Linked DNA regions of Mus musculus: regions 2, 3, 4 and 5 are each linked to region 1. A link is a contact called in public HiChIP or PLAC-seq and promoter capture Hi-C data. All regions are on one chromosome and are shown on one strand. Each heading gives the region's core, a stretch centred on a gene start, on an enhancer-like site or on the middle of the called end of the contact. The rest is flanking DNA. Distances are from core to core; before and after follow the strand shown.

Region 1 (5,823 bases), core at 2,771-5,270:
TCACACATAAAATAAGGTGAAAAAAAATTTTTAAAAATGTCTTGTTGTTGTTTTTTAAAGCCAGTTTAGAAAACCAGAAATTGCAAGCTAGGAAGCGGCGTGTCTCCATGGTCTGTGCTTCAGTTTCTGACTTCAGTTCCTATGGGAGTTTCTGCTCTCACTTCCCTTCGTGATGGCCCATGATTAGGATGAGTAAACCAAATAAACCTTCTCCTTCCCAAGTTGCTTTCAGGCACAGTGTTTAATTACAGCAATAGAACACAAATTAGGACAAAGTGTACAAACTTTTAGGTAGAAAATGAATGAATTCTGGGATCTAATGTGCAGCATGGTGACTGTCGCTCATATTATACTGTAGCCTTGATATAGCCTTGCTACAGACTACATCCTTTTAGGGTATAGAAGTGTTAAGGCAGGGTCTTGTTACATAGCCCAGGCTAGGCTAGAACTCACTTAGTGCTCAGGCTGCTCTCAAACACTCTGTCCTCTTATTCCAGCCTCCTGAGGGCTGGAATTACATCTGGGCTACATGGCAAGTCTTTGTCACAATAAAATAAAATAAAATAAAATAAAATAAAATAAAATAAAATGGAACAAAACAAAACCAAGGTAAGGAATATACCTAAATGATGGCACAGATATTCATTTAGGAAAAAAAGTATATCATAGTGCCCATTCATTGGCTTTCCTCTTAAATAATATATTTTTATTTATAACAAATTAAAATTATAGTGAAGTGGCTTAAATACTACTGAAATCAAGGCAAAGGAATAAGCAAAGAGTTCAGGAGAGGATTAAGTATTTATTTCTTTTTTAGAGACAGGCTGTCATGTAACTCTAGATCCTCTCATCTCTATCTACCAAGCACTAGGATTACAGAAGTGGACCACTATGGGTCAGCCAGGCATAAGTAGAAATACAAGATTATATCCAGAGTACTTAATTCAGTTACATAATACAAGTGTGTGTGTGTGTGATTAAGTTTCTTAAATTTACTTTTCAATGCTTATTTCTGCATGTATAGCTTACATGACATTGTCAAGTGAATTAATTTCTATCTTCATTTTCTTGTAAAATGAATATAAGAAGATAGATCATAGCCCAAGACATTAGAAAGTTTAAGTAAGATACTTAAAGAAAAGAAAATAGAGTTTTGATTTCTCTCAACTTTACTAATACTCAGTTGTCACTTTAAATTAAACTCCTAAATCTGAATTTTATTAAATGTAAAACAAGAATTATACTGGGCCTAACTGTTTTACCATATCAAATGAGATATGAAAGTGTTCTGAATAGTCACTATACTGTTGCATGTGAAGGACTCCAATGTTCAGAGCTTGAACCTCTCGAAATGTAACAGTCTAAGTTAATGCCTGGACTTCAATCCATCACAGGTAAAAATTTATTCTCATATTATTGGCTTTAGAAAATGTGTTTTCTCTTAAATACATCTTAGCAACAAAGAGAAAATAGACTGATTTAAAACAAACAACAAACTACCCATGATGGAACCATATCAATCACTACAGGGGAATCTTCCAGCTTTTATTTTATACGGCTTTCTACCTAGAGCAGAAATTGATAAACAGGAAAGCCGGGCTGATATGAGATAACGCTCCTGTTGTCATCTATGACAAAGGGTTGGTGCTGAGTAACATTATCCCTGCTTTCCAAAGATCCAGGCTGGCCACCACCATTTCAAAATTTCAAGACATTCACTTATTTTACTTTGTATCTGTTTTGACACCCTGGCAAATAGAAAAGATGAAATCGGTATTTCATTAACTGAATGATTTCATATATCTTTAGGTATGGGTAAAGGTGAGATTTAGACTTGAAAGACGGGTTTCTGTGTTAGCTTTAATCCTTTTGGGATGTACAATCAATCTTGGACAACTATTTGATTTTGATTTTGTATGACAGGGTTCTTACACGAGTATCTGTGTGTATGTGTGTGTGTGTGTGTGTCTATCCCAGACTAACCTTGGTGATCTTCTTTCACAACACCTTGAGTGCTGGGATTATAGGCATATGCTACCATGCCTGGCTTTTTCCCACCTTGACTTTTCAAATAAGAGAATGCTTCATAACTTCTTTATAAATTATAAAACACAACACTAAATGTGTTATTCTGATTAGTCATTAGTAAATTTTTATCTTTTCTGAACCTAAAATATAAACCAGCTAATGCTTATTGGTTAATATAAGAAAGTATACAACCGGGCGTGGTGGCGCATGCCTTTAATCCCAGCACTTGGGAGGCAGAGGCAGGCAGATTTCTGAGTTCGAGGCCAGCCTGGTCTACAAAGTGAGTTCCAGGATAGCCAGGGCTACACAGAAACCCTGTCTCAAAAAAACCAAAACAACAACAACAACAACAACAACAAAACAAACAAAAACAAAAAAAGAAAGTATACGAATACAGAAGACAGACTGACATTTGTGCTGTTTCAATTTATTGTTCTATGGCATTGAAAACAGGGTCACAGGATGATGAAACAATGGACAGTTTTGGAGCTGGGTTATCTTTGGTCATGATACAATACTGGGCTTCATTGGATTCCTCAAGAGTATTCATTGACAAAACAGACATTTGTTCTGGCCTACTTGAAGTTAACAGATACAAGTTTTAAGCCCAGAGACCCTTTAATTTGCATTATGTGTTAAGTGAAAAGACTGTACAACCTTTCGAAAGTGTGGGGATTGTGCAGTGACATTAAAATGTCTACACTATAATGATAAATAGTGATGTATAGACTTGGAAGTAGGACACAAACAAATATTGCTTATTTTAATTATTTTTGAGACTAGAGCTTGCTTTATAACTCAGGCTAGCTTTGAACTCTTGATCCTTCCATGTCAGCCTTCAAAGTGTGGGGATTACAGATGTGTGCCTTCATGTCAAGTTAAAACTCTGCATCGTAACAAGCTCTACAATTTTTCTGATACAATGGACATTTGCAAATTATTATTCTAGACTTTCTTGGTGGGTACCTAAACATTTTTAAAAGCCATCCTTCCAAGTATTGTTTGGGAGAACAAACAGTGTAATGAAAATTATGCCATAGTAACATGTGCAATTCAGTGCCCAACCAGTATCAGTAAGAAAAATTTTAGTGGTCAAGCGTACTTAAGAAATGGCATCTTGCCAGTACAGGGGAATACCAGGGCCAGGAAGCAGGTGTGGGTGGGTTGGGGAGCAGGGCAAGGGGAGGGTATAGGGGACTTTGGGGATAGCATTTGAAATGTAAATGAAGAAAATATCTAATAAAAAAGCCTTAATAAGCCGGGTGTGGTGGCACACGCCTTTAATCCCACTCGGGAGGCAGAGGCAGTCGGATTTCTGAGTTCGAGGCCAACCTGGTCTACAGAGTGAGTTCCAGGACAGCCAGGGCGATACAGAGAAACCCTGTCTCAAAAAACAAAAAACAAAACAAAACAAAACAAAAAAGCCTTAATAAAAATAAAACAATACAGAAAGAAAAAAAAAGCTGTTGTTTGTCATCTTAAATTCAGAAAGCTCAATAAATTCCTTACATTTGTATACACACACACACAAACACACACACACACACACACACACACACACACACACACACACACACACACGAAATGACATCTTGTAGAAGAGTCTAGAAAGGCCAGCCTGCTAGCTGTTCTTACTTTGCTTCTTCTGTTACACAGATAAGCCATTAGCTTGAAGATGCAGCCAACTACCCAAGTATGTTTTCTTTGCCAAGACAGAAAGTTAGAAAACAGTGCCTTACATGTGTAATCCACCCGTATCTTTTCTTGGCTCTACCAAAGTTCTGATTGCAAGAAGTCCTAGGGGTTTTCTGAGGACTCAGCAACCAGGGATATCTCTGGTTTAGCCACCTCTGCCAAGCAACTGTGATAATCTCTCAAGCAGGAAAGACTTAAAAGAGTTAACAAACCAGCATGCTGTAGACTGGCAGAGAGATGGGCCAATAAGGTGTCTAAGCCGGCAGTGCGTCTGGTGTGGGCGGGTATGGGCAAAGCGTGCGAAAGGACCGTAGAGGCCTAGGGGTGAGAGGGCAGCCAGGGTTAGAGATTTGGAGGAGCCAGGGGCCAGGAGGACGCACGTGTCCGCATCCTTTTCTTCTTGCCCTTTATCCCTAGGGTTTGATAGCAGCGGGGATAGCTCGGGGGCCCCGTGTATGGCCTCGGAGTTACAGCGTCCGGACTCCATGCCCTGTCACAATCGGCAAGTAAACTCTACTTCTAGCCCAAGTCCCGAGCATCTGCTAGCCGAGGACCGGGTCCTGGATCATGCAGAGGAAAATAACGCTGCTATGGCTAAGCTGACTCTCCTCCCTGGGCACGCCCATTCTAGCGTGCTTTCGGAGCGGGACTCTCCGGCCTGCTGCAGCACTAATCTTCACTCTGAGAACCACAGTGACAGTAGTGACAGTGGCAACTACGATGCACCTGTCGGCGGCGACTCCCTGCTAGGGGACTGTGAACTCTCCCGACAGATTGGGGCTCAGCTTAAGTTGCTGCCTATGAATGATCAGATCCGGGAGCTTCAGACTATCATCCGGGACAAGTAAGCTTAGAGCGGAAGGGAAAAGGGAGCGGAGGGCTGCAGGGTGAAAGTAAAAAGCTTCTGTTTGCATTTGGCACACTGGTCTTTGGGGATTAGAGCCAGGCCTCTTTCTTTGGCCTGTGAGTAGGGAGGGAGTCAGTGAGACACTTCTGTGGCCCCTTCTTAGTTGCTGCGGTTAACATTGCTTTGTTTAGGAAGGAAACCTTTTAGGTAGCCTTCAGCCTCTTCCGGCCTCTTTGTCTGTCTTAAACATGACCAATCCTCTACTGTGCCAGGCAGGTACACACCCCTATGCCATCTGCTCAGTTCCCGACCACGTGGTAAATGTATAACCCAGGAATGGTTACTGCCTGTGGTTATTAACACCCCGACAGCCCAAGCTCACAAAACTAAAGCAATTTCAAGGGAAATGATGTGCTCCGCCAGCCCTCTGACTCAACAGCATTTGCTCCTGCAGTTTGCCATTTTGTTTACTGATTGGGAGTTCAGCTTTACCTGGTTGCCAGAAAGTTTATGATTCCACTCTTATCAAGACAGTTTTACTGAAAACTTACAGAATGTAGTTAACAGCAAAGGTAACCTAAGAACAAGTTGGATCCTCCTAATCCCACAAATCAGTATAGCAAGAACTTGAAAAGTTAAAATATTTTGGAATATGGATTTTCTTGGATAGCTATGTACCACAGTGAAATATAGCTGCCATCTTTCCTTTTTTTCTTTCTCTTTCTTTTCCCTTCCCTTCCCTTCCCTTCCCTTCCCTTCCCTTCCCTTCCCTTCCCTTCCCTTCCCTTCCCTTCCCTTCTCTTGTCTCTTCTTTTCTTCTTTTTAATCAGACAGGGTTTTCCTAAATTGCTGCTCAAACTTTGGCCTCAAACTCCAAGGCACAAGTCAACCTCCCAAGTAGGTGGAACTACTGGACCTGAGACCATACCTGGCTCCTATTGGCAGCTTTAAATGAGCAGCTACGGCTCATTTAAGACCACTGTATTTCTAGCATGTCTTGACATTTAAAAATGCCCTAAAATAAATACGATTTGGCAACCGTTTCTTCATACTCTTGTAGTGGGCTCCAGTGCTTCCGTACTGCAGTTTTCCTGACTCTCACATGCATGCATCTACAACTGCCTTTTGAACATAGCAGCCTTGATTTGATAACTGCCATCTCAGCAGCCTTCATTTGGAACCAATTTGGGCATGCTTAGCCCCCTTTGGTTCCTTGTTTCTGCTTTCATTTAGAATTCCCCACATCCCTTTTT
Region 2 (5,643 bases), core at 443-2,942, 1.7 Mb after region 1:
TTAATATAGGTCATAGGCAGAATAGGATGTGATCCGATGACAGCATTTTAAAGTCAGTAGTGTTTTTTTTTTCCAAATTAAAAAATTATATTTATTTATTTGTTTGTGTCTGAGGAAGGTGCCCTTGCAGGAGTGACTTTTCTCTTTCCACCAGGAAATGAAGTAACAAGTGCCTTTACCTGCTGAGCCATCTCACCAGCCTTCTAGCCTAGGTTGTTCTCAAACTGTTTATGTAGCCAAGGAAGACCTCAAGTTTTAGTTCTCCTGGTCTCTACCTCTTATGTGCTGAATGTGCCACGATGATAAGTCTCAAATGCATGACTTCATTTTTTAAAACATATGCACATTATCCTAATCAATATTCTATTGCTATGAAGAGACATCATGACCGCAGCAACTCTTATAAACGAAAGCACTTTATTAGGACTGGCTTAGAGTTTCAGCATGCCAGGAAACATGATGTAGGAGAAGGAGCTGGGAGTTCTGTGTCTGGATCTGCAGGCAGCAGGGAAAAAGACACAGTGGGCCTGGCTTGAGCTTCTGAAATTTCAAAGCCCACCCCCAGTGGTCACACCTAATCCTCAAGTAGTGCCACTCTCTGGTGACTAAGCTTTCAAATACATGAGCTTTTGGGGGCCATTTTTATTCAAACCACTACACACATAACATCTGCTTAAGTCTACTTAGTGTTGCTTGTTTGTAAGTGTGCTTAGGGCTGACCACTTGAAATTAGACAAAATATCAAGGGGGTCATCTTTAGAGAAGTCTGATTCTCCTTCTCTTAAATCAGCTCCTGATGGAGTGGTGACTTGAGGATTTGGTCTTTGTACTGGTTGGGTTTTGTCAACCTGACACAAACCCAGAAATACCTGGGAAGAGGGACTCCCAGTTGAGGAATTTCTTCCCTTTAGGTTGCCATGTCTATGGCAGTTTCTTGATTGTTAGTTGTTGAAACCCACTGTGGGGGCTGGCATCTCTGGGCAAGTGGGCCTGGGCTATGTAAGAAAGCTGGCTGAGCAGCCCTGCAAACAGTGTTCCTTCATAGTCTCTGCTTCAGGTCCTGCCTCTAGGTTCCCTTTGAGTTTCTTGCCTTGGTGGGACTTGATGACAGACTGTTACCTGTAAGAATATTTCTGCCTCACTCCTAGTCCCTTCTGTTAGTGTTTTATCACAGCAACAGAAAACAAATTAAGACAGTCTCATAGGGTTTTTTTGGGGGGAGCACTGTTTTAGGCAAGTAATCAAATTGTGTTTCCCCAAATGAAGTAAATATAGAACCCAATCAATTAGGCAACAAAATGTGTGGTGGATGAAGAGTCAAAGGTCTGGTAGCAGAGTTAGCCATCCTGATCCCACAGTTTAACCACAACTGGGACCTTAAGGAATGGGGCCAGGTACGGGGCAGGATGGTTTGCAACACCAAGACATGATCTGGCTGAGCATCCCCAAATGAGCCTACACGGCAAGTAACTCAGGGGATCTATGGTGGGCAGAAGGTGAGTGCTCCCTTCAAGACTGTACTTTGCAATACACATCAAATAGGACTTTGGTACATCTGACGTACACCTCCTTGCCCGCCTCTTTCGCCATGCCTAAAAAAAAAAGAGAAGAGGAAGGAAATGTCTCATGTCCTAAGAGTTTAGAACAACCATCACGGGGTTTTTTTAAGAGACCTAAAACAGAATGTCATTGTTTAGCAAAGATGAACAATTGTACTATGTGCTAGGAGCTTCTGAGAGGTAAGTTGAGCTTTCTTGACTTGATTGCATTTCAGCAGTATACAGCAAACAATGGAAATATTCCAATTTTTGTTTGAAACAGATCTCATATAACCCAAGCTTGCCTGCAGCTCTATTCTTGAACCACTGATCTTCGGCTTCAAGGGTACCGGGATTACAAGCAAGCATCACCACTTCTGCTCAAGATTTTTTTTTTAATTCAATGTAACTCACTTCATGACTCCTACCATAGACAGTAGTAGTATTGCACCGAAGGGAAGTGATATTTATTTTCTTATTATTGCAAAGTCCCTGTTCCCTGGTACTTATACTTTTTAATGTTGTTGTTGTTGCTGTTTATTATTATTGTTATTATTGAGACAGGGTGCTATGTAATCCAGGTGGGCCTCAAACTAGCTTGATTTTGAAGATCACTTTGAACTACTGTGCTTTAAAATGTATTCTTATGTTTCATATAAGCTTTCTAATGTAGTATATGTAAATTTATTTTTATTATTTTTATAAGCTTTTTAAAATTGTAAATTTTCCTTTGTCTGTTTTTTTTTTTTTTTTTGGTTATTGTTGTTGATTTGTTAAAGACAGAGTCTCACTATATAGACTGCAGCGAGGAAGTGACTATGTAGACCAGGTCAGCCTCAAGTTCACTGAGATACACCTGCCTCTTCCTTCAGTGCCTTAAAGTACTGAGATTAAAGGCATGGGCCACAGTGCCTTCTTTGATTTTTGAGTCAGAGTCTAGCCACAACAGCCCAGATTTGCCAAGAATTTGCTTCCTGCCTTAGCTTCCAGAATGCTAGGGTTACAGATTTGTTCTCTCTCTCTCTCTCTCTCTCTCTCTCTCTCTCTCTCTCCCTCCCTCCCTCCCTCCCTCCCTCCCTCCCTCCCTCCCTCCCTCTCTCTCTCTCCCCTCCCCTCCCCTCCCCTCCCCTCCCCTCCCCTCCCCTCCCCTCTCCTCTCCTCTCCTCTCCTCTCCTCTCCTCTCCCCCCCACTCACCCCCCATAGGATGCCAGGCTGTACTCAAACTCAATGTGTAGTCCGGGGTGATCTTCAACTTCTGAAGCTCCCACCTCTACCTCCCAGGTTCTGGTAATAAAAGTGTGAGCCACCAAGCCTGGATTATTTGGTTCTGAGAATGGAACCCAGGATTTCACACACGCTAGGCAAGCAAGCACTCTACCAACTGAGCTACAGACACCATTTTTCTAGTGCTCGTTGACAGGGTTTTGCTACACTTCAGAGGTGCCCAGACCAAGCAGTTATGTGAATGGGGCAGAATTTCAGGCAGAAGTTCCAACTGGTAATAAGAATACATGCTCCACTATGTTCATAGCAGCCTTATTTATAATAGCCAGATGCTGGAAAGAACCCAGATGTCCCTCAACAGAAGAATGGATACAGAAAATGTGGTACATTTACACAGCTATTAAAAACAATGAATTTATGAAATTCTTGGACAGATGGATGTATCCGGAGGATATCATCCTTAGTGGGGTAACCCAATCACAAAAGAAGTCATTAGATATGCACTCACTGATAAGTGGATATTAGCTCAGAAACATAGAACACCCAAGATACAATTTGCAAAACACAAGAAAATCAAGAAGAGGGAAGACCAATGGGTGGATATTTCGTTCCTCCTTAGAATAGAGAACAAAATACCCATGAAAGAAGTTACAGAGACAAAGTTTGAAGCTAAGATGAAAGGATGGACTATCCAGAGACTACCCCACCCGAGGATCCATCCCATAATTAGCCACCAAACCCAGACATTATTGCATATGCCAGCAAGATTTTGCTGAAGAGACCCTGTTATAGCTGTCTCATATGAGGCTATGCCAGTGCCTGGCAAATACAGAAGTGGATGTTCACAGTCATCTATAAGATGGAACACAGGGCCCCCAATGGAGAAGCTAGAGAGAGCACCCAAGGAGCTGAAGGGGTCTGCAACCCTATAGGTGGAACAACAATATGAACTAACCTGTACCCCTAGAGCTCGTGTCTCTAGCTGCATATGTAGCAGAAAATGTCCTAGAAGGGCCATCACTGGGAAGAGAGGCCCATTGGTCTTGCAAACTTTATATGCCCCAGTACAGGGGAATGCCAGGGCCAAGAAGCAGAAGTGGGTGGGTAGGGGAGCAGGGCAGAGGGAGGGTATAGGGAACTTTGGGGATGGCATTTGAAAATTTAAATGTATATAAAGAAAATATCTAATAAAAAAAAAGTAACTAATGGGCTGGAGAGATGGCTCTGTGATTAAGAGCACTAGTTGCTCCTTCATAGGACTTTAGTTCGGTTCCCAGGACCCACAATGGGTGCACACAACTCATGTAACTCCAGTTCCAGAGCATCCAATTCCCTCTTCTGTTCTCTGGGGGCACTATGAAAACACACACATACACACACACTTTAAAAGGAAATAAGATACATTTATGGAACTCTAGAAATATATGCCAAAAACTTTGTACCTACTGTGCCTGTTGGGGAACTCAGCTCTATTCCTTGTCCTTCTGAGGTCGAGCTCCACAATTAAACACTCAGAGATGCCTCTCTTCCTCTCCCTCCTCTGCGGTGCCCTCTCCTTCTTATGAGACACGGTCTTATTATTTACCTCTGGGTGACCCACTCTGTCAATTTCACCTTGCTCTCCTAGAAATCCACCTTCCTCTATCTCTGGGGCTCTGAGATTAAAAGCATGGGCCACCATACCCAGCTTTTATTTTTGCCCCACCACCATCTCTATTTTTTTTCCAATTTGTGTGTGTACCATGTATAAGTGTGCCTAAGTGCATGGGCACATGCATGTCACAGTGCGTGCATGAAAGTCAGAGTACAACTTGCAGGAGTCAGGTCTCACTTTCCACCATATGATTCAGGAATCATGTTTCTCTTGTCGGCAAATGTCTTTACCCATTGAACAATCCCATTGGCACAATGTTTATTTTGGGGGAAAAATGGATTAGGAGAAAAAGCCAGAGGGCATGGAAGAATGGGATAGAAAACATATACAAGGCCAGACTTGATGGCATTTGTCTGCAATCACAGCACTTGGGAGGTGCTGGGGAGACAGGAGGATCAGGTGTTTAAGGTAGTCTCAGCTGCATAGTGAGTTTGAGGCTATGTGAGAGCCTGTCTCAAGAAACAAAAATGAAAAAACAAACAGAAGAGGAAACAAAATATAAATGCAAAACTGATTTATTAACAATTCCATAACCACAACTAACCAGAACAGAGACTTCCTCATACAAACATCTCGAAAGTGTTCTCTCAGCAAGGCTAACAATATCAGGCTCTGGTATATTAAATTTAGACTGCAGCCTTTGTCTTCAGATGAATGGTGGGACACCCATGCTTTTATCTAGGCTTGAGTAGAACCATGGCCACATGGCCCACATAGAAGTAGATGAAGTCTTTGGTTTCATATGCCACAAAATAACTCCATCCCTTGCAGGATGCAGTGCCAGGTGGGGATTTACTTATTGATGGATGTTTTACATGGGCTGCTATACCCTCTGCTTTTGGTATTCCACTAATGCCTGGTTAGCATAGTTCAGTAAATCCTGTCTCATTTCTTCCAAAATATTTGCACTAAAAACCTTTTTTAGATTTATTTAATTTTGTGTGTAAGTGTTTTGCCTACATGAATGTTTGTGTATCACCTGCATGCTTGATGCCTGTGGACGTCAGAAGAGGACATTGGATTTCTTGAGACTAAAGTTAGATAGTTTTGAGCTGCCATGTGGATACTGGGAACCAAACCCGGGTCCTCTGCAAGACCGCTGAGCTGTCTCTCCACCCTGTGTCTGCATTTTTTTTTTATCACTTCTTTCTGGTCACACACGATCACCATGAAGTAGGGCAGGCAAACTGCATCACTCGGGGAGATACTGGCAAGGTTATGGCCAG
Region 3 (5,949 bases), core at 3,421-5,920, 1.7 Mb after region 1:
GGATTCTGACTTCTTAAGCATCTACCTGAGGCTTAAATTCATCTTCAGTCACAATTGCCTCTTCTGGAATTGTCATGTGCCCTTGTAGGCAACCAATCCAAACTACAGACTTACCTCTATTTAAAAAATATTTTATTTCATTTATTTTTTTGTTTGTGTGTCTATACATGTGTACCACAGCATGCATTTGAGGTCACGGTACAACTTGGGGGAGTCAGTTTTTTCTTACTACGTGCATCCCAGTGTTCAAACTCAGGTTGTTGGACTTAGTGGCAGGTGTTTTTTATTGGCTGAATTATCTTACTCTCCCTGGATTTACTTCTTTTCCTCTTAAGTCTTGGTTTACAGTTCTGGGTAGTTTTTCAACATTTAAAAAACATTTTTTTTTTGGTTTTTTTGTTTGTTTTTTGTTTTTTGTTTGTTTTGTTTGAGACAGAGTTTCTCTTTATAAACAACCATAGCTGTCTTGTAGCTCACTGATCAGGCTAGCCTGGGGACTCACAGAGGTTCACCTGCCTTTTCCTTCTGAGTTGCGGGGATTAAAGGTGTGTGCCTGGCACAATAAACAACATTTTAAAGGTTTTGGCTAAGCTGGACCTGATGGCACAGGCCTGAAATCTCAGTGCTTGGGATAATGGGGCAGGAGGAACCCCAAATTTAAGTCTGGTTTAGGCTACAGAGTGAGTTGGAGTCTCGCTTGGACAGCCTTAAAAAGACCCTGTCCTTAAAAAAACCTGGGATGATTTTGTGGAGTATGTGAGGCACTGGGTCCAATCCTTGGTATAGCTTCTAGCACCTGTCTCTCCAAAGAGTCCAGCTTTTCGTGTATTTTTCTGTGAGAGAATCAATCTCAACTATTGACTCCAATATTAGCAGACATGGAAATATCTCTTAAAAATGTATAGTCAGATGTGGTGGTGTACACCTCTAATCCTGGCACTCAAGAGTTAACACAGGAGGGTTATGAGTTTGAACGTGGCCTGGACCACATAGTGAGACCCTATCACAAAAAAAAAAAAGAATTTACAAAACTGTAAACTTGATCACATAAGTACCATTTAATTCCCCCAATACTGTAGTGAGATGTTTCAGCAGCAAGCAACAGTATACTCAGTATACTCGCATTACAGGTTTGCTTATTTCACATGACAGAAAGATAGGTAGTACAATGGTGCTGGGATTATCTAAGTCAGTAAACCACTGATGTATACCTTTAATCCCTGCACTCACAAGCAAAAAGCAGGTAGACCTCAGTGAGTTCCGAAACCAGCCTGACCAGTGAGCTACAGGAGAGCTATGGTTGTTAACAAAGAGAAACTGTCTCAAGCAAACAAAAATAACAAAAAGAACTCAATTATGGACTCAATGTTTGGGTTATGATTTTGTCTTACAGGACAAAATCATTGCTGAGACTCTGTATTGATTTTTTTCTGAATAATGAAGTACCTCAAAGTTTAGTACTTACAAACAATAAATACTATCTCAGACTTTCTGTGAGTCAGGGATTTGACAATACTTAAACTGGTTTTAGTTGGAAGCATCTCCTGAGATTGTAATTATATGCAGACATGGCTTGACTTGGGGGCAAGAGAGTCCACTTCAAAGGTGGCTGGCTCCTTTACAAAGCTGCAGGCAGCAAGACTCACTTCTATGTTGACTGTTGAAAGGTACTCTGAGTTCCTCACTATCTGGGCCACCCCATGAAACTATTTGAATGATCCTAAGACATGGCAGCTGCTGTTCCCAGAATGAAAGATTATAGAGAGGAAGGGGAAGGAAGGGGGAGAAGTAAGAAGGGGGAGGGAGGGAGGAGAAGAGAAAGAGAGATGGGGAAAGGAGGGAGGGAGGGAGGGAGGGAGGGAGAGATCTCCATAGCTACCTTCCATCATTCTGTTAATTAGAAATGAGTCCATATATGTGCAGGGCTTGCTTTTCTCACTGATTTCCATTGTTCCCAGAACAGCAGACTTCCCTTTTTATCTTATTGACCTAACTTGGGTCACTGCCCATTCCCAGACCAATGCGTGACAAAGGGGCACGTGGGGGATGGGATTACCAGGCTCAGCTTAGGTCAACAGTGATTTGTCCTTTGGTGCTAGGAGATAAGCCTATCTTTGCTGAGCACTGGCCACTAACCCAAACGCTCTATTAAATCGGATTTCTGTAAGCAAGGAAGGTGGGACCTGGTGAGGTAACTGACTGTAATGAATGGGGTTCTGTCAGGAGAAAAACTGTGTCTCTAACATTGTTATAACACCCCAGGGATCTGGTCCATATTTACCCTGCCTCACGTGTATAATTGTAGATTTTTCTATTTTTCAGGTTTTTCTGTTGTCTCATTGTTGGCTGCTTTTCTTTGTCATTTTAGGCCAGTAGTGGAAAAAGCTTCCCAATCTTTATAATCTTCAGTGTTCTTGTGTTTAAGATATAATACTTACTTCATAAAGTTCTTTTCTTTTCTTTTCTTTCTTTCTTTCTTTTTTTTTTTTTTTTTTTTTTTTTTTTGGTTTTCAAGACAGGGTTTCTCTGTATAGCCCTGCCTGTCCTGGAACTCACTCTGTAGACCAGGCTGGCCTCAAAGTCAGAAATCCACCTGCCTCTGCCTCTCAAGTGCTGGGATTAAAGGCGTGCGCCACCATGCCCGGCTATAAAGTTCTTATGCAGAGTAGTGAGTCATGTATATTCAGCCCTCACCAGTGCCTGGCAAACAGCAAGTGCTTAATAACTGGGAAGAATCATTAAGTTAGGGAGTCACACTCTATGTTTGCATAGTTTCCCCTTTGACAGTCAATATTGTAGTTCTACCTTATCTAAGGACAGTTTGACTCATTACAATGATAACTGAGCCAGAATGGAATGCTACTAAATGGTAGGAAGTCCAGAGAATCATTTGGAAATAACTTCCAGGAGTTGTTTCCCAGTAAGGTTGAAAAGGAAGAAAAGTTGGAAAGGATTGGCAAAAACAAATGTTTATCTTAAACACAGACATACATGCAGGCAAAAAACCCCACACGCAAGGATAAACACAAATTAAAAGGTAGTTATATGTAGAGATCTGTAGCTGGCATTAGGGCATTCAGTTCAGTATTGCTGGCACTACGGAGTCTCCTTCAGAACCTGGGCAGGTAGGATGCTTTCATGCGCCCAGAGACCTTGCCATCCACCGTGGAAAAGAATCTCACCAGGATTCAGAGTGGAGAGTTAGCTTGTTAATAAAACAGAAAGACAAAATGTAGGGTCAGTGAGATCAGTTAGCAGGGAAAGGTGCAGACCTCAAAATTTATGGCTTTTTTTTCGTGTGTGTGTGTGTGTGTGTGTGTGTGTGTGTGTGTGTGTGTGTACTTAAATATGTAAGGACAGCCTTCTCAGTCTGTGTAAAGTCGCTTGTATGTATCCGATTTCAGACTGCACTACTGCTATTGGATAACCATGGGGGCTCTCAGCATTCCTGCAGTCCTTTGTCTCTTCCATGTCACGTGGCTCCTGTTACCCAGTTCTTTTTCCGTCCTCTGTTCTCTTAAAACTGTTTCCCTTTCCTGGACCTGTCTCTCCTCTCCATGTATATGCTTATATAAAAAGCTGCATAGGATAGAAAACACATGGTATTGTCTTTCTGAGTTACTTCACATAATATAGTAACTTCCAGAGGTGCTTTGGCCAGTCACTCCTGGATATCTGCCAGTGAGAGAGGTGGAAAGAAAAAACCAGGAGAGTGAACAAGGGCTTCCATTTCTCATGTGCCCTTCAATTTCCTAACTAGTTGTCCTGTCTCAGACCGTCAGGCAAGCACTTTACCACTGAGCACCGTCCTTAGCCCAAATGAGTGTCAGTAGAGATTTAAAGTTTTGTTTTTGTTTTTAAACAGTGCTGGAGATTGGATCCACGGCCTCTGGCCCGCATTTTACCACTGAGCTACACTCCCAAAGCAGTCGAAATCACAGTGGCCCAGGATTGAAATGATCACTTAGATGCTTTGCAGTCTTGATAAGACACTAAATCTTTGTCTATCAGTTACTTCATCTTTAATAACAGAACGTACTTAGGAATTTTATGAGCATTGTTAGTTAGCATGACACATGCTATATGTATTCGTCATTATGAATAATGTAACCACAGCAATTACATTGTACTTTTTATTATAAAAGGGGGGAGGGGAAGGCCTGGTCCTTTTTTAACTTCTGAGAGGTTTCGATTACTAAGTAAGACCTTATGTAGACTTCCATTTGGGAGCTGAGAAAGCAGAGGATTCCAAAAGGGGATGACATTTGCAAAGGTCTAGAAAAGGCGCCTGGGAATTCTACCGGGTAGGGGAGGCGCTTTTCCCAAGGCAGTCTGGAGCATGCGCTTTAGCAGCCCCGCTGGGCACTTGGCGCTACACAAGTGGCCTCTGGCCTCGCACACATTCCACATCCACCGGTAGGCGCCAACCGGCTCCGTTCTTTGGTGGCCCCTTCGCGCCACCTTCTACTCCTCCCCTAGTCAGGAAGTTCCCCCCCGCCCCGCAGCTCGCGTCGTGCAGGACGTGACAAATGGAAGTAGCACGTCTCACTAGTCTCGTGCAGATGGACAGCACCGCTGAGCAATGGAAGCGGGTAGGCCTTTGGGGCAGCGGCCAATAGCAGCTTTGCTCCTTCGCTTTCTGGGCTCAGAGGCTGGGAAGGGGTGGGTCCGGGGGCGGGCTCAGGGGCGGGCTCAGGGGCGGGGCGGGCGCCCGAAGGTCCTCCGGAGGCCCGGCATTCTGCACGCTTCAAAAGCGCACGTCTGCCGCGCTGTTCTCCTCTTCCTCATCTCCGGGCCTTTCGACCTCACGGTGTTGCCAAAATGTCGCTTTCCAACAAGCTGACTTTGGACAAGCTGGACGTGAAGGGGAAGCGGGTCGTGATGAGGTAATTCCGTACTGCTGCCCTCAAGCCCTCGGGGCCACATTCTCTCTGGCCGTGGCAAGCACGGTTTTCCCATCACCTTAAGTTGCACTTATTTTTCAGCTGGGTCTTGGGGGTCCTGGGTTTGGAGGTTAAGGCTGTTCCTCTCACCTCATTGGGGCGGAGACTGTGTCTGAGTTTGCTTTTCTGCGTCCTAACTGCTTCTAGCTTAAAAAGCGACCAAATGTGTCCTTTAGGGAGTTGATCCCACTGATAAAGGGCTCAGATTCTCAGGACTCAATCTTTTTCCCATTTCTGAAGTGCAGTTTCATCTCTTGTAGCGAGAATGGACGTAGTACTTATCCTGCAAATCTCTAGGCCCCTGCTGAGGGACCTTGAAAGGTCATTTAGCTAGTTTCCCTTCCCCCAAGATTCTTGGACCATCCGTGACGAATCCGAAACCGCCCACGTTTCATTGGTCCTGGTACAAATGATTTCTTTCCCAAAAGATGTTGCTCAAAGTCCTCTCGAGTGGAGGTCCCTCTCCCCAAAGAATTGTGGGTGGGAGGGTGAGGCCCACTGGATGAAGCTCTGTATGGCTTATATAACAGGCCTCTGCTGCCCTACCTTGCGGTTGGACTCCTGGCCCTGGGGTTTGCATCAGGATTGTGACACATGCAGGGTGTGGCCGCCGGGAGTTGGAGGCCTGTAACCTCACTCGAGAGGTGGCTAGAGAAGCAGGATGTCAGAACTGAGGAAGGCTCCCACGCACGTGGCACATGTGGGTCCCAGGTCACTGACTTAACTTGGCTTCTCCCTTACCTGAAAGAATTACTAGGGTGTATGCGTCTTCTCCTTTTTGCCTTTCATAATGTATACTTTTTTTTTTTTGCCAGGAGTCAAGGATGATGGTTAGATACATAACTGATGGGCCTGGTTGTTCATGTAACAACTATAGGACCCAAGGATGGGAATTTTTAAGGGCCATTGATGGTCGCAGTGACTGACTACTCTGCCTGCTTGACCTTCTTTGGAAGTGGATGACTGATTGGCAGTAATCCTGGTCCCTTTGAAGATTTGGGCCAGT
Region 4 (6,179 bases), core at 213-2,712, 1.4 Mb after region 1:
ATGATCCACGCTACCTATAATTTCGTTTTGCCACTATTCACCAAGCTTGCATCTCATTCGAGAAGAAAAATCACCGAATTCAATCTTGGGATAAAAGGTCAAATATCAAACTGCCTAAAAAAGCAAGGTATCTGCATAAAAGCGGAATCCATTTCAGATTAACTACTCCAAACAATCAAAAAGCAAATCAGAAACGCGTGGAAAAACAGCCTGAATCGTAAACGTATTTGATCGCTAACATCGGGCCTGGGCTCTCTTCTACCTTTGCAATAAATCTTCTGGTGAATCCCCGTTAACCCGCTCCACATGCCTCGTGGAACAAATAAATAAAAGCACGATCTAACTACTTCACGGAACGTGTCCCAAACCGCAGGGGGTAACAACAACCGATGTCCCGTCAAAAACCGGACTTCTCCTGCAAAGTCGTCGGCCGCTGTTCTCAGAAAGCAAAAGCCCGCATTGGGCTGCCCGCTCTCCGTCTCAGCCGCCCAGGGGTCCCCAAGATAACCCTCCAGGATCTGGAGTCGGGGGGCGAAAAGGCACCTTCTAGAGGTACCTTCCGGGCCCGGCCCTCCTACCTCCAATGCTCGGCTCTCCTCTCGGAGCCGCGGAGAGCTGGAGGACTTCCAGTGGAGGCGACCATTGGGGTTCGCTAGTTCCAGGATCTCACTTCCTCCCGCCGCCCCTCCCCCTCCCCATCCTCCGCCCCTCCCCCTCCCCCATCCACCTTCTCCCCCCCCCTCCCCCCTCCTTCCCCACGCAGTCGCTAGGCCCCGAGATTCGAAAGACTGACCGCAAGCGTTCGGTGGCCCGCGACACCCCCCGCCCCCAGGCCTCGACGCCGCGGGCACGGAGGCGTGAGCCGAGCAGGGGCTCCCGGCTCCGCAGCGGCGGGAGGCGGGAAAGGCAACGCGCGCGCCGCATGCCGCCCCCGACCGACACACACACAGACAGACAGACAGACACACACATACACACATAGACACACACACACACACACCCCAAGCCCCAGCTGGGGCTTCCCACCGCGCTCCCCCAGCCCCGCTCACCTAGAGGGAAAACGATGCCGCTGACCGCGAAGCCGCGCGCGGGCCTAGGGCACCTAGCGCACGTCTTTGCAAACACCCCACTCGAGTGGAAGGCGCCCGGGAGCAGAACGCCGGGGCCCGTGACAAGGGCTTGCGTTTTACCTCATGGGCTCAGCGGTCATGTTTTTGGCTCGGACGGCCGCTTGGCTTGGCAACCCCTTGGGTACCGTTCTGCGCTCCTCGGCGCCAGTGGCTGAACGAAAAGTACTGGGATCTTAGTAGTCACCGCAGATAGTGCTGGATCGTCCTCCCAGCTCAGAGTCCGCTACCGCTGCTGCTGCTGCTGCTGCTGCTGCTGCAAGAGCCACGGAAACAAAGCAAGGCCTATGCCGACGCCATTTTGTTGGGCCGAGGCTTGGGCAGGAGAATTGGCGCGTCCTCCCTCTTCCTCTTTCCGTCATCTATTGGCTACCTCTGCCAGAGCTCAGTGTCTTATTGGCTACGGAAATTCACCTTCTTTGGGAGCCTGTTGCTAAGGCGGTCGACGTCATTTGATCCCCTCCACCTCTTCTTAGTGGGGTCCAGTTCAGTTACTGCTGACCTCAAAGTGTCAGGGATGTATCTTGACATTATCCTGAAAATGCGCTCTTGGTCCAACCTCTCTACTTCCACATAATTGGTGAAACAATGACACCCCATTTACGTTTATTGAGAATTTACTATATGTCGACCACTACACAGATCCTTTATCTTAATCTCATGCTTGAACCATCCAAAGTAGGCAGACCTAACATTTTAATGGGTGAGGATACCAATGCACAAGTTCCACATTCAGCCAAACATCCATCCTTGCGGGGAGGGTGGACATACATTCTTATGCTGTTTTAAACCCAAGGCTTTGTGCATGTTAGGCAAATACTCTATCATTGAGCTATGTCCTAACCCCTCCCCCACATGCACACTCTTAATCATTAATCTCCATAGCCACCCAAAATATAAATATTTTCTTTCCTATTTTATAATATTCTTAATTTTTCTTCTATATATTTCATTATAATATTCAGCTTGCCAACGCTTACACGTGTGAATTTTTACCTTTTGTGGAAAGAGAATGAGAAAAATTCTAGCTATACAGTCCTGACTAGGCTGCAACTCAACATGTATATGAGGCTGGCCTCAAACTTGGACTGTCCTTGCAGCCTCCCAAAGTGCTTAGAAGACAGGTGTACCCCATCATACTTAAGGATACTTACAGGTATTTATATATATATGATCAACTGGACATTGACATCTAATTCTTTTGATATTGAACAATCTTGAAATTGTCACACACAGGTCAGCCATTAGTTCAATCTGATATGATTGGGGGTATATCTCACTTACCAACTGATCCAAATCGTTTCCCCCTCATTTCATTTTTCATTCATAATCTCTGCAAATCACAAATAAGTTTTCTAAATTTGAAGTTTCCAACTTTGTGCCCACATTTATTCTGGAACACATGTTCATTCCCTTTATTTTGTTCATTCTGTTTATTTTTCCTGAAATATGCAACAGTTTTGGTCATGCTTAGATGTCAGGGTTGCAGTTTTGGACTAGAATGACAAGAGAAGAGTCTCTTTTCAAACAATGCATTCCAACAATCAGACTAGGTTTTTGTTTGTTTGTTTGTTTGTTTGTTTCCGAGACAGAGTTTCTCTGTGCAGCCCTGGCTCTCCTGGAACTTGCTCTGTAGATCAGGCTGGCTTTCAGCTCAGAAATCCAACTGCCTTTGCCACCTGAGAACTTAGACTAAAGGCATATGCCATCACACCTGGCTAACTAACATATAAAGATTTGGTTTTTAAATGTTGTATGTATGTTTGAGAGAGCCTGGATGTATATATGTACACAAGTCCTCACACTGCAGAAGAGAATGTTGGACCCCTGGCACTGGAGTTACAAGCAGGTATGACCTACCCAATGTAGGTGCTGGGAACAGCAAGTGCCCATAATCACTAAGCAGTCTCTTCAGCCTCTAATATACATTTTTTTATGTCTTTTCACAGTACTTCTATTGATTATTTGGAATTTGACATTGTGAAACCCCATCGCACTCACTTCCTAGTCCTCTCAAGTCTGCCCTCCCTGGAAGAAGGAAGGGAGGAGGAGGAGGAGGAAAAGAAGGAGGAAGAGGAGGAGGAGGAGAAGGAGGAGAAGAAGAAGAAACAGAAGGAGGAGGAGAAGGAGAAGGAGGAGGAGAAAGAGGAGGAGAAAGAGGAGGAGGAGAAGAAAACAAGACCAATTTGTGTTATCCATAGCCTGGTCAAACTCCCAGTGGCCAGCCCTTTAAAGAAAACTGAGCCTGTCCCCCAGATGCCATCTCCCACACCCAGAAGCCATCAAGTATGGAGAGCTATATACGTCAACATCATCACAATTTTAAAGAGTTCTCTTGGATAGCATACATTTTTGATGAACAGAAACTTGCAACATTTCAAATAATTTTTAAATGTTCAAGATCCACTACCAACTGTGGAAATCAATCTTCTGTTGTTCAATAATGTTCTTCTTTTGTGTTTAATATATTAAATATTACTTAAACACAATTTACAGAAGCCATGTTCTTCCTCCTTGAGAAATGAAGTTAACCTGAAAGATCTATTTCATCACAACAAATATCCTTGCTATCTAACAGACACAACTATGGAAAAAATAGTAATTCATCTATTATTTTAATCTGAATGAATTTTGTTTGTTTGTTTTGTTTTTGGGACAAGGTTTTGTGTAGCCCAGACTGGCCTCAAACTCACTATGTAGCTGGAAGTTTAGTTTTAATTGCCACCACTTTGACACAATGACCTGGGAGAAGGACCTCTAAGGATGACTGTAGGGAATTATCTTGATTGTATTAACTGAGGTAGGGAGACCTTCCCACTGTGGTTAACACATTTCCCAAGGCTGTGGACTCTCAACTGCGTAAGAATGAAAAAATGGAGCTGAGCATTAAGCATGCAAGTATGAGTTCATTTCTCTCTACGCCTGACTGTAGATGTGATGTAACCAGTTGTTTCCAGTTCCTGCCACCTTGTGTAACTGTATAACCTGGAACTGTGAGACAATTAAACCCTTCTTCCTTAAGTTGTTTTTGTCAGAACATTTTATCACAGCATGAAAAGGATGGTCTTGAACTCCTGGCTGAGACTCTGAGCACTGGGATTACTGGCATTTGCCTCCATTCTGTATTGTTAGGGGTCTTTGTTTGTCTGTTTGTTTTAAACATCATTTTACTCTATAGCCCAGTGTGTGACTTGAATAGGTATGGTCCCCATAGACTCATGTGTTTGAATACTTAGCCCATAGGGACTGGCACTATTAGGAGGCATGGCCTTGTTGGAGTGGGTGTGGCCTTGTAAGAGGAAGTATGTTACTATGGAGGTGGGCTTTGAGGTCTCCTATGCTCAAACTATACCCAGTGTCACTCACAGTCTCCTTCTGCTGCCTTTGGATGAAGATGTCGAAATCTCAGTTCCTTCTCCAGCACCATGTATGCCTGCCCTGACGCTGCTGGAGAGATGATGCCATGGTTATGAGTATATATTAGTCTTGCAGAGAACCTGCATTCAGTTTGCAACAGTTACTCAGGCAATTCACAGCTGCCCATTACCTCAGCTCCATGTGTATCTCCAACAGTGTGAAAACTACACACACACACTCACACACAAACATAAAATATAGCCAGGCATGGTTGTGTACATCTTTAATCCCCACACTCAGACAGTACAGGCAGGTGAATCTCTGTGAGTTCCAGGGAAGCCAGGGATAAAAAGAGAGACCAGATCTCAGAGGTACTCTGTCTATCTGTCTATTTTTCTGTCTCTCTGTTTGTGTCTGTCTCTTTCTGTCTCTGTCTCTCTCTCTGTGCATACATTTTTTTTTCAATGATACCTTCAGATGAAATGTCTCAGTGATTTTTTTCTGCACTGTACTTTTCCATTACTCACAAATTTTCCTATAAAGAGAATATATTATAAAGGCGATGGGGGAAATTAATTTTAATTGTTGCAAGTAACAAAAGGATTATCCATTTTCTAGCAACAAATATGAAGCAAGTAGGGATTATGCTGACATAAACCTCAGCTCATTATTTTAACAGATGTTCTCATTAAATTCTAATACTAGTGAGGCCCACATTGTAGTGAGGGTGCATATCATGGAGCATGTGGAAGAGATTCTTCACATCAAGGACACCCAGAAGCAGAAAGAGCGGGTGCCCTCCCTGCTCATTGGTTTGCTTTTCCCCTTTTCCTTTTATCTGAACCTGCACGGGGGTGGGGGGGTGGGGGTGGATTATTCACACTCAAGCAGAGCTTTCCCCCTGAGTTCAGGCCTCTGGAAAGGCCTTACTAATCTCTCCTCAATCTAATCAAGTCAGAAATAAAGGCCTTTATACCTTAGTTAATTTTCTGTACAGCCTTTGTATCTGCCATTGAGAGGAAGTGTTTTCAATAATTTTTATTTACTTCTACCTGCTTTTCTATTTTACTTTGGTTATGTTGGATCTCTGTTGTAGGTTGTGTGCAAACTTAGAATTGTTTTATCTTGCCAGTATATTCACAGGTTTCATTGTAAAATGCACCCCTTTGTCTCTTGCTTCTTGTCTTGAAGTCTATGTTTTCTGATATTAACAAAGCCACTCCAACACTCTTTTCAATTGGCATGTCATCCATTATTTATTGTTAAATTTGGTTTGGGGTTGTTTTGAGAATAGCATATGTGTCATTTGTAAATACAAAATAGGTAAATCTGGTTATAAAACAAAATTTCAGTGTGCTAACATGGTTTTATTGTGTTTAGGGTTTGGTTTCTGTTTTTTGAATGGAAAAAAAGAGATAAAAAGGAAAATAAATAAAACATAACTGGCCCCATGATTTTGGCACCAAATGAATGAATGAATGAATGTGTGTAGACAAATGGATATAGTAAAACCAAAAAATAAAAACAATAAGAACAACAGAAAAAGAAACTGGCTCTCATGTAGCCAAAGCTAGCCTTGAACACTGGTCAGAAGGTCAAGGGCATCCTCAGCTACATTGTTAGTCTGGGCTACAGGAGATCCTAGTTCAAATTATAAGAGAGGTGGGGAGGAGGAGGAGGAGGAAGAGAGAATTA
Region 5 (5,829 bases), core at 2,031-4,530, 1.5 Mb after region 1:
TCAACAATTCAAGGAACCTTCAGAGTTCCATTCTAGCCAAGTCCAAGGGAACTACGTGGTCTAAAGCAGAAGCTTGCATTATACCCTCTGGTAAGCAAAATTAATTTCTCAGCCCAAACCTCAGCGCTGACAACACCCAAAACATCCAAATATCTTACATCAAAAGTGGTTTTGTTTTGTTTTGTTGAAATTTGCTCCTTTAGTATAATACTCTGGGACAGGTGCTGGAGAAATGTCTCAAGGGTTGAGAACATTTAACTGTTTTTGGGAGAAGACCCTCCCGGGACCGGCATGGTGGGTAACAGCCTAGTAGTCCCAGGAGATCTGATGCACTCTTCTGATCTTTACAGAGACCAGGCACACACCCATTGCATGTACATTCACGCTGCCACCCCCCCACACCAATCTTTTTTTCAAGCACATACTATTCTTGAAGATGGCTTAAGTACTGTTCCTATGACTGCAACTCCTGATGAAGTTGCTTTGGTCAGGGTGTTATAACATGGCAACAGTAACCCTAAGACATTGGGGAAATATAGATCAGTTGATAGGACATTTAACTGTTATTTGTAAACACATAGGTTTAATCCTCAATATTTCCTCAGTATACACACAAGCGCGTGCACACACACACACACATTATAATTTGGATTTATTTATTTATTTATTTTGCAGCACAGGGCACAGTAAAGGATTGAGTAAAGGACCCCACACAAGCTGGGCAAGCATTTTATCACAACTACATCCAAAGCCCAAGGTGCATTTATTTTGAATGTGTGGAACATACTATGTGATTATTCTTTTAGGTCCTGCTAGAAAGCAAAAACCCCACAGAATTATAATAATTCCACTATTTGGAGAGTTAAGGAGATGATTGTTGAAAGGAAAGTAACTGCTTTAAAAGAGGGACGGGCTGGAAAAATGGCTCAGTGGTTGAGAGCAGGCCCAAAAGATCCTGAGTTCAATTTCTGGCCACCACATGGTGGCTTATAGCCTTCTATAATGAGATCTGGTGCCCTCTTCTGGCCTGCAGGAATAATGCAGGCAGAATGCTGTATAAGTAATAAATAAATCTTTAAAAAAAAAGAAAGGAAAGTAATTGGTCTCCACATAAAGAGATATGAAATAAAATGAGCCTGGCGGTGCATACCTGTAATCTCAGTATTCAGGAGATAGAGGCAGGAGGATATCAGGGATTAATGCCAGTCTAGGCTGCATAGGGAGTTCCTCCTTGAGCTACAAGAGACCCTGTCTCAAACAAAACAAAGCAAAACAAGACAAAACAAAACAAAATAAACAAAAAGACAGATGAGAAGAGAGCAGAAGAGAGACAGACAGAGAGAGACACACAGAGAAAGCAATAGCCACATGTGGTGGCATACTCCTGTAATCCCTGCACTTGGGAGACTAGAGTGGGAAAATCCCAACTTTGAGGCCCACATAGGTTACATGGCGAGTCCCTGTTTCAAAGGAGAGGAGAAAGTAGGATATGAAAAAATTAAGCTGGGCCTCATAGGTCAGTTTAACTCCTACTTGGGAAGCTGGGGTAGGAGGATTACAAGTTCAATGCCTGTCTCTCTACTTTAGAGTGAGTTAACGGCCCATATGAGCCACTTGGTGTGAGCTTACCTCAAAATTTAAAAAGAAAAATTTTTAAATGGTTAAATTATTAGGTATGTCAGCTCACACCTATCATCTTGGGAAACTGAAGCAGGCAGCTTGCCAGGAGATTGAGGCCAGGAGTGGCTCCATAGTAAATTCCAAGCTAGCCTCTACTACAGGATGAAATCTAGTCTCCAAGAAACAAACACAAAAATAACAAACAAGGGGCTGGAGAGATGACTCAGCAGTTAAGAACACTGACTGCTCTTCCAGAGGTCCTGAGTTCAAGTCCCAGCAACCACATGGTGGCTCACAACCATCTGTAATGGGGATCTGATGCCCTCTTCCCGTGTGTCTGAAGACAGCTACAGTGTATTTACATATAATAAATAAATAAATCTTAAAAAATAAACAAGCATACCAAATAAGCATGGTGGTTTGAGTATCTCTGTTTTATGCTCACTCAGGTTGCTTTAGGCATATGAACTGCAGTGGTCATACAGACACAGTGTGGTAAAGAATTACCAATGGATACAAAACATAGTGGATAGAAGCTTATGCAGAATAGGATAGTCATTATGCATTGGAGTTACCTTTTTTTTTTTTTTTTTGCACACATCCCTCCTTTCCACTCAAGATACTTTTTTTTTTTAATTACAAAGGGAAAGCGGTGACTTTAAAGTGTAGAAATCTGGTATGCAGTGCTTGGATTAAATGATTAAGTTCATACTATTACTGAATGGGACATGCTAAGATCCTATACCTTTTGATAGGATGCTCTAAAAAGCAGAGTTTGATTTGTACATTATTTATCTAATCATGACACTAGAGAAGCTAAGGCAAAAGAATTGCAAATTCTAGGCCAGTCTGGGCTACATAGTAAGTTCTAGCCAGTCTGGGTTACATAGGGAGACCTGGCTTACACAGAGTTTCTTTTTTTTTTTTTTTTTTTTTATTTATTATTTATTATATGTAAGTACACTGTAGCTGTCTTCAGACACACCAGAAGAGGGCATCAGATCTCATTAAGGATGGTTGTGAGCCACCATGTGGTTGCTGGGATTTGAACTCTGGACCTTTGGAAGAGCAGTCGGGTGCTCTTACCCACTGAGCCATCTCACCAGCCCTACACAGAGTTTCTTAAGAAGATACATATATAGTATTCTTGCCAGATGCACATGAACTGGAATCCTTAGGGGAAAAAGGTCAATTGATCTCCCAGCACTTGGGAGGCAAAGGCAGGACTTTTTCTGTGAGTTCCAGGCCAGCTTGGTCTACATAGAGAGTTCCTGGTCAGCCAGGACTAAATAGAGAGGCCGTGTCTCAACTCCCCCACAAAAATTCCAAAAAAAAAAACCAATAAAGGTAAAACCAATTAATGTAGGTAATAGGAGACAGAATGTGAAAAATTTGAAGGGACTGTAATTGGAAGTGAGACACTAGATCCAATCCTCTGGAGTTTTAGCACCATTTTGATGCTGGTGCCTTATGTAAGGTCGGTGTCTCAGCTCTCCTTTGTAGAGTCCGAAACCTTTGTCCAAAGAGTTAACCTCCCTGCTTAGTAAATACTACTTTATGGAAGCCATCAAGCTTGAAACTACATTTCCCAAAGACCTTCCTATTTCCTCGCAGGAACTAGGATGACAATTTCTATAGGTCAACCCCTAAATCTCGCGACATCTCACCAATTCTCATTTGGGCTCCCTGCTGAAAGCCATTTTGTTTTTCAGGACGCTTTGCAAGGGTAGCTGGGGTGAATTTGCACCAAGGCAGCAGCATAGTCGCCGCAGTTCCATCTTCGTCTCCGCGATGTTGCCCTTAGCCAAAAACGCACTAAGCCGTCTCCAAGGTGAGCAGATAATGTGGGCGAGTTCTTTACAACACCCGGGATCCGGCTGTCCTCGTGCTCTTCTGCCCTCTTCCTCCGCCCCAAATCCTGCGGGTTTTAATTCTAGGTGCATGGTCCCCTGCGTGGTCTCCAGTCACTGGGAAGGGAAGCTAGCCATAACAGAGGTAGCTGTGACAGTGGCTTTATCATCCTGTCCTTGTGTTCCTAACCTCGTTATGCATTCTCTTTCTTCAGAGACCTATGATTTCCAGGAAGAACGCTTTGGCGGACACCTTGCTCTTTTAGCGATGATCTAAATTTTAGCTCTGGGAGTGTATTTACGTAGAAGAACTGATCTCCTACAATAACGGTGGTAGGAAACTAAATCTACCGCATCTGGATTCATAGCAAGGGGTTGAAAACCTTAAGCCTGGCAGCTTTGAAGAAGTCATCTGTAGATTATTAACGGAATATTAACTATAGCGAAAACAATCATGGTCATTTTTTTTTCCTGCTTTAAAGTTAGGCAAGTACGTGGAAACTTGAGACTAGCAGTATATATGGAAAATACACTGGACTGGAAAGAAAAAAATTCATTTTTGTAATTGCTTTACCCTGAAGGTGACCTTCAGTAATGTGAATGAAGGTGACCTTACACAATACTTACTTGCTTTTCTAGCCATGGATTTAGTTTTATTTTACCTTTAGATCACATGCTGTGTTCTAAGTACTGAAGTACTTTGGGAATAATTGAAAAAAAAAAAAAAGAAAGAAGCCCAACTGATCTTTCATCTGCTACAAGCTGTGTTTATTATTTCTTTCACTTTGGACAAATGATTTAGCGTTATAAACTTGTTTTTGTAAAACAGAGGTTAGTAAGTAATACCTATGTCAAAGACCATTAACCAATCTCTGGTCACTAAACTGGGTGGTTTTGTTTGTTTGTTTGTTTTTAATTTTATTTTGGTATAGAGGGGAGATCACTTGGTAAATCAGAGTGTTGAAACAACAGTTGTTTGGTAATCTCAATTTCTTTGATCTTTAAGTGACTTAGGGACTTTTAAAAATACTGTAGGAAAAGTTTTTTTATCATTTTTTTTTTTTTTTTGAGACAGGGTTTCTTTGTGTAGCCTGGCTGTCCTGGAACTTGCTCTGGAGACCAGGCAAAAAGATGATTTTTTAGTTTATTTTGTTGTGTTTCTGTTTCTCATACTCACCCTTTTAAATGTTCTGGAGCAGAATTGATTATGGAATGTTTATGAATTTGCTTATTCCGGCTGTGGCTGTTTTCTGAGGGAGGGTCTCAGGTACACTAGGTTGGCCTGCCATTTTAATCTGTAGCCAAGGATGTCTTCAACCCCTGATCCTTGGCCTCCATTTCCCAAGTGCTGGGCTTGACAAAGTCCTTCCCACCTTTATAGACCTAATTGTGTTTGCTTCTGAAGTGTTAGCAATCAAGTCTAGGGAATGTTAGGCAAGCACTACACCAATCCCGCTACATTTATTTCCCTGGGTGTGGCTGGTTAAAGGTGAAAGTGGAACCGTAAGTAAAGCAGCTAATATAATGGTTAAGGAATTATTAGGATTATACCACATAGAGACCATTGGTGGTGGTGGTGGTGGTGGTGTTTGTTTTGGGGGTGAGAGAGGATTTGATAGAATTTGAACCCAAAGCTCTGCCACTGAATCCAGGCTCTCCCCAGCCTGAAACATTAGTGAGGGAACAGCAGTTTTGTCTTACCCTGCAGCCCAGCCTGGCATGAAAATTGAGTATAGTTTTCAACCTTACCCTCCCAAGTACTGAGAGAACAGCTATGAACCGCTGCACCTCAATTCAACATTGCTTTTTCCTCTGTGTCTGTAAGTACCTTTAAAGACCTTTAAAACAGGGACTGGCGAAGTGGCTCAGCGGTTAAGAACACCAACTACTCTTCAGAAGGTCCTGAGTTCAAATCCCAGCAACCACATGGTAGCTCACAACCATCTGTAATGAGATCTGATACGTTCTTCTGGTGTGTCTGAAGACAGCTACAGTGTACTTACATATAATAAATAAATCTTTAAGAAAAGACACACAGTAAAGACCTTTAAAATAATGAGGTGGTGGTGTCTAGATTTGAAGAGAAAAACTATTGACTTTTTGGTATTTACCACTTTTTTCGAGTTTTATTCCTTAATAAGCTACCTTTATAACCTTGTTCTTCATCCAAACTTGATTGGCTCTCTGGTACAGTAGATCTATCTATCTCTGTCGATATTCCATTTTTCTTTTTCTAATTAATTAATTTTTATTAGATATTTTCTTTATACACATTTCAAATGCTATCCTGAAAGTTCCCTATACCCTCCCTCTGCCCTGCACCCCTACCCACCTACAAATCCTACTTGCCTAAATGCTG

Evidence for each region. Promoter capture Hi-C pulls out the DNA fragments that hold promoters and counts their contacts. HiChIP or PLAC-seq counts read pairs in DNA pulled down with a chosen protein or histone mark.
Region 2: an H3K27ac HiChIP or PLAC-seq map of bone marrow-derived dendritic cells shows a contact between it and region 1, with 6 times the contacts expected there. The contact joins the promoter of Tlr13 here to the promoter of Uprt in region 1. A contact is called at or near these places in 1 of 39 promoter capture datasets (liver) and 1 of 115 datasets of contacts at active chromatin or transcription factors (bone marrow-derived dendritic cells).
Region 3: a promoter capture Hi-C map of liver shows a contact between it and region 1, with 5 times the contacts expected there. The contact joins the promoter of Pgk1 here to the promoter of Uprt in region 1. A contact is called at or near these places in 2 of 39 promoter capture datasets (both in liver), 1 of 115 datasets of contacts at active chromatin or transcription factors (astrocytes) and 1 of 9 other capture datasets (liver).
Region 4: a contact with region 1 is called in a promoter capture Hi-C map of cranial neural crest. The contact joins the promoter of Atrx here to the promoter of Uprt in region 1.
Region 5: a promoter capture Hi-C map of liver shows a contact between it and region 1, with 5 times the contacts expected there. The contact joins the promoter of Cox7b here to the promoter of Uprt in region 1. A contact is called at or near these places in 9 of 39 promoter capture datasets (the 3T3-L1 cell line, 3T3-L1-derived adipocytes, the C10 cell line and 5 more) and 1 of 9 other capture datasets (liver).

The regions. Positions count from the first base shown.
Region 1 is chrX:104,478,783-104,484,605 of GRCm38.p6, forward strand. It overlaps Uprt (uracil phosphoribosyltransferase), which reads left to right and starts at 4,021. Exons shown (of 7, transcript NM_001081189.3): 1 at 4,021-4,567. The coding sequence starts at 4,179.
Region 2 is chrX:106,141,583-106,147,225 of GRCm38.p6, forward strand. Tlr13 (toll-like receptor 13) reads left to right here and starts at 1,693. Exons shown (of 3, transcript NM_205820.1): 1 at 1,693-1,739.
Region 3 is chrX:106,182,430-106,188,378 of GRCm38.p6, forward strand. It overlaps Pgk1 (phosphoglycerate kinase 1), which reads left to right and starts at 4,671. Exons shown (of 11, transcript NM_008828.3): 1 at 4,671-4,886. The coding sequence starts at 4,822.
Region 4 is chrX:105,927,910-105,934,088 of GRCm38.p6, forward strand. Atrx (ATRX, chromatin remodeler) reads right to left here and starts at 1,463. Exons shown (of 35, transcript NM_009530.2): 1 at 1,191-1,463. The coding sequence starts at 1,210.
Region 5 is chrX:106,012,420-106,018,248 of GRCm38.p6, forward strand. It overlaps Cox7b (cytochrome c oxidase subunit 7B), which reads left to right and starts at 3,281. Exons shown (of 3, transcript NM_025379.2): 1 at 3,281-3,451. The coding sequence starts at 3,412.